2 separate regions of the Sus scrofa genome follow, and region 2 is linked to region 1. A link is a contact called in public Hi-C data. All regions are on one chromosome and are shown on one strand. The core of a region is the stretch at or near the end of the contact, and the rest is flanking DNA. Distances in the headings are between cores, read along the strand shown.

The links. A called contact is a pair of places that touch in the nucleus more often than the background predicts.
Region 2: a Hi-C map of mesenteric adipose tissue shows a contact between it and region 1, with 2.4 times the contacts expected there. The contact joins two enhancer-like sites. A contact is called at or near these places in 1 of 5 promoter capture datasets (liver) and 17 of 47 Hi-C or Micro-C datasets (adipose tissue, alveolar macrophages, embryonic fibroblasts and 9 more).

The regions. Positions count from the first base shown.
Region 1 is chr1:215,314,100-215,316,995 of Sscrofa11.1, forward strand. The region is part of intron 8 of KDM4C (lysine-specific demethylase 4C); the gene reads right to left. Among named protein-coding and RNA genes, the nearest start is that of KDM4C, 190 kb to the right of the region's middle. Within about 2 kb of position 1,447, at least 7 of the 83 cell types and tissues checked have an H3K27ac peak or open chromatin away from gene starts, as enhancers often do. A contact at or near this core is called in mesenteric adipose tissue and omental adipose tissue, where this site is marked.
Region 2 is chr1:215,434,218-215,437,113 of Sscrofa11.1, forward strand. All of the region lies in intron 4 of KDM4C (lysine-specific demethylase 4C), which reads right to left. Among named protein-coding and RNA genes, the nearest start is that of KDM4C, 72 kb to the right of the region's middle. Within about 2 kb of position 1,489, at least 6 of the 83 cell types and tissues checked have an H3K27ac peak or open chromatin away from gene starts, as enhancers often do. A contact at or near this core is called in mesenteric adipose tissue and omental adipose tissue, where this site is marked.

The DNA.
Region 1 (2,896 bases), core at 197-2,696:
AATGATGACTTTAAAATATTCACAAATTTCTGAAGAAAACTTATTTACTTCTCTTAATATTTCTGCTCCAAAAATGTCTATAGCTTTTATTCTGGTTAAAGGAAAACATGTCCAGCGGCTTCAAATTTGGACAATAGAGATAAGCGCAAAAGATTAAATATTTCCTGAAATCCTATCACAGAGATAATCACTGCTTGGCATTTTAGAATATTCTTTTTTTCTCTTTTCTATGTTTCTATGTTTCTATTTTGAGCTTTGCTTCATAATATAAAACATTAGAGTAAAATTGTCAAAAGATGAGTAGATGGCCACTAGATGGTGGCCTTCATTTACAAAAGTACATATTCATAATAAGATCCTCAGGCCTAAAACAAAGAAATAGTAGTTACTTTACAACCCATAAAGAAAGGAGTATCATAACTGAGGTAAAGCACAATAAAGCACACTTTATGCTCAGCTCCTGCCTTCTTGGTACCAGAAGAATACTGACATGCTATGAAGTCAAAACACAATGTAAAAGCAGGAGTCAAAAGAGTCAGTGCCTAACCACCTCAATTACAAAGGTATTAGTGGCATACTGCTGGGAACGTATACTGGCACAGTCGCTATGTAAAACAGGATGGAGGTTCCTCAGAAAACTACCAACAGAATTACCATATGATCTAGTAATCCCATTCCTGGGCATCTCTCTGGACAAAACTATAATTCAAAAAGATATATGCATCCCTAAGTTCAGAACAGCATTATTCACAATATCCAAAACATGGAAACCTAAATGTCCATCAAAAAATGAATGGATACAGAAGATGTGGTACATATATATAACAGAATACAACTCAGGTATAAAAATGAACGAAATAATGCCATCTGAAGGAACATGGATGCAACCAGAGATTCTCATACTAAGCGAAGTAAGTAAAAAAGAGAAGGACAGGGAGTTCCCGTAGTGGCTCAGTGGTTAACAAATCCAACTAGGAACCATGAGGTTGCGGGTTCAGTCCCTGCCCTTGCTCAGTGTGTTAAGGATCCGGCATTGCCGTGAGCTGTAGCGTAGGTTGCAGACATGGCTCGGATCCCGCATTGCTGTGGCTCTGGTGTAGGCCGGTGGCTACAGCTCTGATTCGACCCCTAGCCTGGGAACCTCTATGTGCCACGGGAGCAGCCCAAGAAATGGCAAAAAGACAAAAAAAAGAGAGAAGGACAAATACCATATGATTTCACTTTTATGTGGAATCTAAAATATGACAAAAATGAACATATCTACAAAACAGAAATAGACTCGCAGACATAGAGAACAAACTTGTGGTTGCCAAGTAGGCGAGGGAGGGATAGAGTGGAAGTTTGGAGTTCCTCAGAAAACCACAAACAGGCAAGTAATGAGCGGACTGCGCCAGTGTCCCTAAAATAACTGGGCAGGCACAGGTAGCAGCTGTACCCAAAGAACTTATGTGTCTGATCGGCAGAGGACTTGCTGAGAATGAGGGGGAAATGGAGAGAACCACAGTTTGCAGGAGCCAGCCTCTGCCAGGCTCCAGCCAAACACTGCCTGGGAGGAAAGATCATGGCAGTATTTTCAAATTGTCCCACTTTTTAAGAGATCCCGCAACTCCAGAGTTGTGTGTGTGTATGAAATCTCCTGATATTTAAACATTGGCAATTAATATAATACAAACATTTATAACACACTATGAGCTGTGCATATACACACTTGTAGGCTGGTCATAGCTTCATGAAAGCTAGGTACAGATTCCTGGACTTCCAGGTGAATCTGGTGTGGTTTCAGGCTGAAAATGACCATGGACAGAGTGGACAGCCACCTCTGACTCTGCTGATGTGAGGACAAGTATGAAGATACTAATGATACACACATGATAACAAATAAGTCATTCCATTTTCTCTCTCTTGCTTCTCTTGGCTACAAACATGCTCTGTTCTCACTGATAACACTCAGGGGAAAAACAAAATTAGATTACTGTTCCATGAAACATACTATAGTTTGGTTTTTCATTTTTGTTTCTGTTTTTTTAGTTTCTGTGTTCCACTGTTCCATGAATATGTTCCATTAATAACCTCATAATTAAATTGTTTTATGTAATTTGGGGGCTATTATACATTCACTCTAAAATTACAATGCTTTTGGAAAATAATGCTTTATGATATTAAGCCACAGGAAGCAGAAAAAAGTTATTCCAAAAGATAGCACAAAGACATTTTCACAGACAGAAGCAGAAGCAAAATTAATTTCTATTAAAAAAACAACCTTTTCAAAAAGTCAATTTCCCACAGAAATTGCAAATTTTATCCAACCTATATTTTAGAATAAAATTCATAGAAATACAGTAACCTCATACTTTTTTTTTTTTTTTATTTTGGCCATGGCATGCAGAAGCTTGATCTGAGATCTCAGTTCCCAGACCAGCAAGTGAACCCAGGCTGCAGCAGTGAAAGCACCAAAATCCTAATCACCACACCACCATGGGACTCCCAGTAACTTCATTCTTCATCAGCCATTAGTCTCATCTAAAATAGGAATGCATTTCCTTAACTGCCTATTATACCATTGATCAGAGAAAGAAGAGTAAAATCAATAATCATATCCTCACTAAGTGAGTACTTTTTATTAAGTCTTCTGAATTACCGAGTACTGTTCTCCAAAAGAATGAAAAAGCACTTTTATCCTCACCATATAAAGACAGTTTATGATTAAGCTAAATCAACATTAAAAAGGTTTTAAACAGGATTGCACTTTTTCATCATGAACTGAACAGCAAATACACACAAGGCAGCAACCAAATTTCTGTGAGGAGATAACAAGTGCCATGTGAGGAGTGAAACCTGCATGCCCACTGCTAATGAACATGTTCAGAAGCAGTTCCAGAGCTGAGGACCATCTTCA
Region 2 (2,896 bases), core at 239-2,738, 120 kb after region 1:
TCTAGAAGCAGAAGGTATGGATCAATAGTTCCTTTTTGACAAGAGAATTATTATTATTATTATTACTATTGGTCTTTTGAGGGCCACACTCGTGGCATATGGAGGTTCCCAGGCTAGGGGTCGAATCAGAGCTGTAGCCACCGGCCTACACCATAGCCATGCCAGATCCCAGCCATGTCTGCGACCTATACCACAGCTCACAGCAACACCAGATCCTTAACCCACTGAGCGAGGCCAGGGATTGAACCTGCATCATGATACTAGTTGGGCTTGTTAACCGCTGAGCCATGACAGGAGTCCCGACAACAGAATCATTTAAATCTTTCTACTCTACCTATAAATTCCCTCCTTAAAAATAAACCTGCTTCCATGCCTTTAAAAAGTCATAGTAAAGACGACATCTAAATGATCTTCATCTTTGTTTTTAAAAAGGGGGGACAAGTAGGGCCAAAGTAGGAAGGGCTCCAAGTACACATGCTCTATTCAAGTTCTTCTGTAAACCGCAGGCAAGGTCAGCTGCAATGGGAACAGAAGAAGCTTTGGCTTCTGAAGATACTAAGCATCCACTGAAGACCCTGGCAGATACTGATCCGAAAGAAAGGAAGAAGTCCAGAGCACACAATGTAATTCAAAGTTCTAACTACCCTTCCTGGTGACAATCTACAATAGTAGAAAGTGATGAGATGAATTGGGAGCTTGGGGTTAACAGATGCAAACTATTGCTTTTGGAATGGATTAGCAATGAGATCCTGCTGTGTAGCACTGAGAACTATGTCTAGTCACTTACGATGGAGCATGATAATGGGAGAAAAAAGAATGTATACATGTATGCGTAACTGGGTCACCATGCTGTACAGCAGGAAAAAAAAAATCACATTGAGGAAACAACAAAAAAATTAAAAATAAATAAATAAAAAAGAAAGTGAATAGAGAAAGGCATTTCCCACCTTTGCTATAAGTAGGTGTCATCTTAGATAAATCCTAACATTTTGGTCTCAGGCTCCTCTTTCATAAATGTGTTGGCTACATCATAATCTCCAAGACTCTTTCCTAGGTGAAATCATCAATGATTTGATGATCATCACCCAAATCCAACACTAAAGCTTTTCACCTCTGAGTCTTCCATTCCTTCCCCTTCAGTAATTCCCACTGCTGTTCCGCTCTGGTTCCCCCCATGGATATCTGCCCCTCTGGGAATACGGATGATCCAGAACACTTTGCGCATCCTCACTCACCACTATGACTCACATGGTTGATGCCCAGTGATGTCTTGAATTCTCACCACAATCTCAGGGATTGTGCCAGTCCCCAAGAAACATAACCTCTTTCCATGCCTATGGTACAGTATTCACACCACCTATAGGGCTCCTAGTCCGTCTGTATGTGTTATTTATTCCTTGGGGAAAACCTTCATAACTCCCCATCCACCCTCCACTGGCAAACACCTAATGCTTCTCATACCGTCGCAAACGACTCAGCATGTGACTCATATGTGCTTGTTTATCAATTTAGCATTTCTAAAGAGCGATCTTCCCCACAGGGATCCCACCTACCCTCTCATGTGCAAGACTGCTGCTCAGGAGCAACAGCCATGTACTCTGAGGTCAGCCTGCATCTGGGCTTAACTCTCTTCTATCAACAATACCCTAGCAATACCCCTCTGGAAACATAGCTTCCAGAACTAAAGGAACATTCTAGATGCAATGTGACCAGTGACTAACAACTACCATCACCTCCCCTGTCTGGATGGTATGACTTGAGATTACGCAGCCTAAACCTTCATTCACTAAAGATCACATAAAATGCTGGCAGGTAATGGGTTTTGACTTTCAGATTTTATTTCACAGAATTAAAATCTGAAAGTCACAATCCCAGGCCAATAGTTCTCTTAGCAGTAAAACTTGTCTAGAATATTTCACCTTGAATGTGAAAATTACACATAAAGTTATTCAAATTATTTATTTCAGGATAAATGATATCCTGACATGATAAAAACACAAAAAAGAAAGAAACTTTCCTGATGACTCAGTTTTACCTCATTTGGAAAACCACAGCCTTAGATAAATTTGTTGTCCAAGAGCACCATCTTGTGGATGAAGGTATTTAAGCTATCTCATTCTAGGAAGAGGAAAAAATGTTATCTATAACATTAGATGTCATTGAGACATCTTGGTATGAAAAGATTCCTATGCTTCAGCCAACAGATTTCTTAAAGGGGTTCCTGAAAAATTCTAATATAAAAGAAATATAGAACTCATAAAAATTCATTATCAAAGAATTCAGTTGACCTTCCTGAAGAAATGTTACTTACAATAGAGCAAACGTTTTTAAGCTGGGAAGAATCACGAAGAGCTGTCAATGCAATCCCTTCCCTTTATAGACACTAAGGCAAAGACAGAGCTTTCCTGAAAGTCGCAGGCAGGGGTTAAAGATATTGTTTATATAAGTAAATAGGTCAACTAGTCTGTTTGGTTTAATACAGCCTTCTATTTCAAGAGGCTGTTAAAAAAAAAAAAAAAAAAAAAGACAAGAAATGAGGCAGTCAGTGTCTGTGTGGCAAAGTGCCACTCTCATGGGTTAGCAATGATCTGGGCACCCCACTGTGCACCGTGGCCCAACCCCACATTGACACCTATGAGACTATCATACCTTCCCTGCCTCCACAGCCTTTAGCGTCCCTTTCCTTCTTGGATTTATCTGCTTTCCCCTGCCCAAGAAAGCCATGCTACCAATAAAAATAAGAGGTAGAACAAATGTTAAATCATCCTGTTAAAACCCAAGAAAACCATCCTATCAATAAAAAATAAGAGATAAAACAAATGTTAAATCACCCTGTTGAAGAGAGAAGCATCTATAATCATGGAAAAGCACTCACTATGTGTTAAAATGGGAGAAA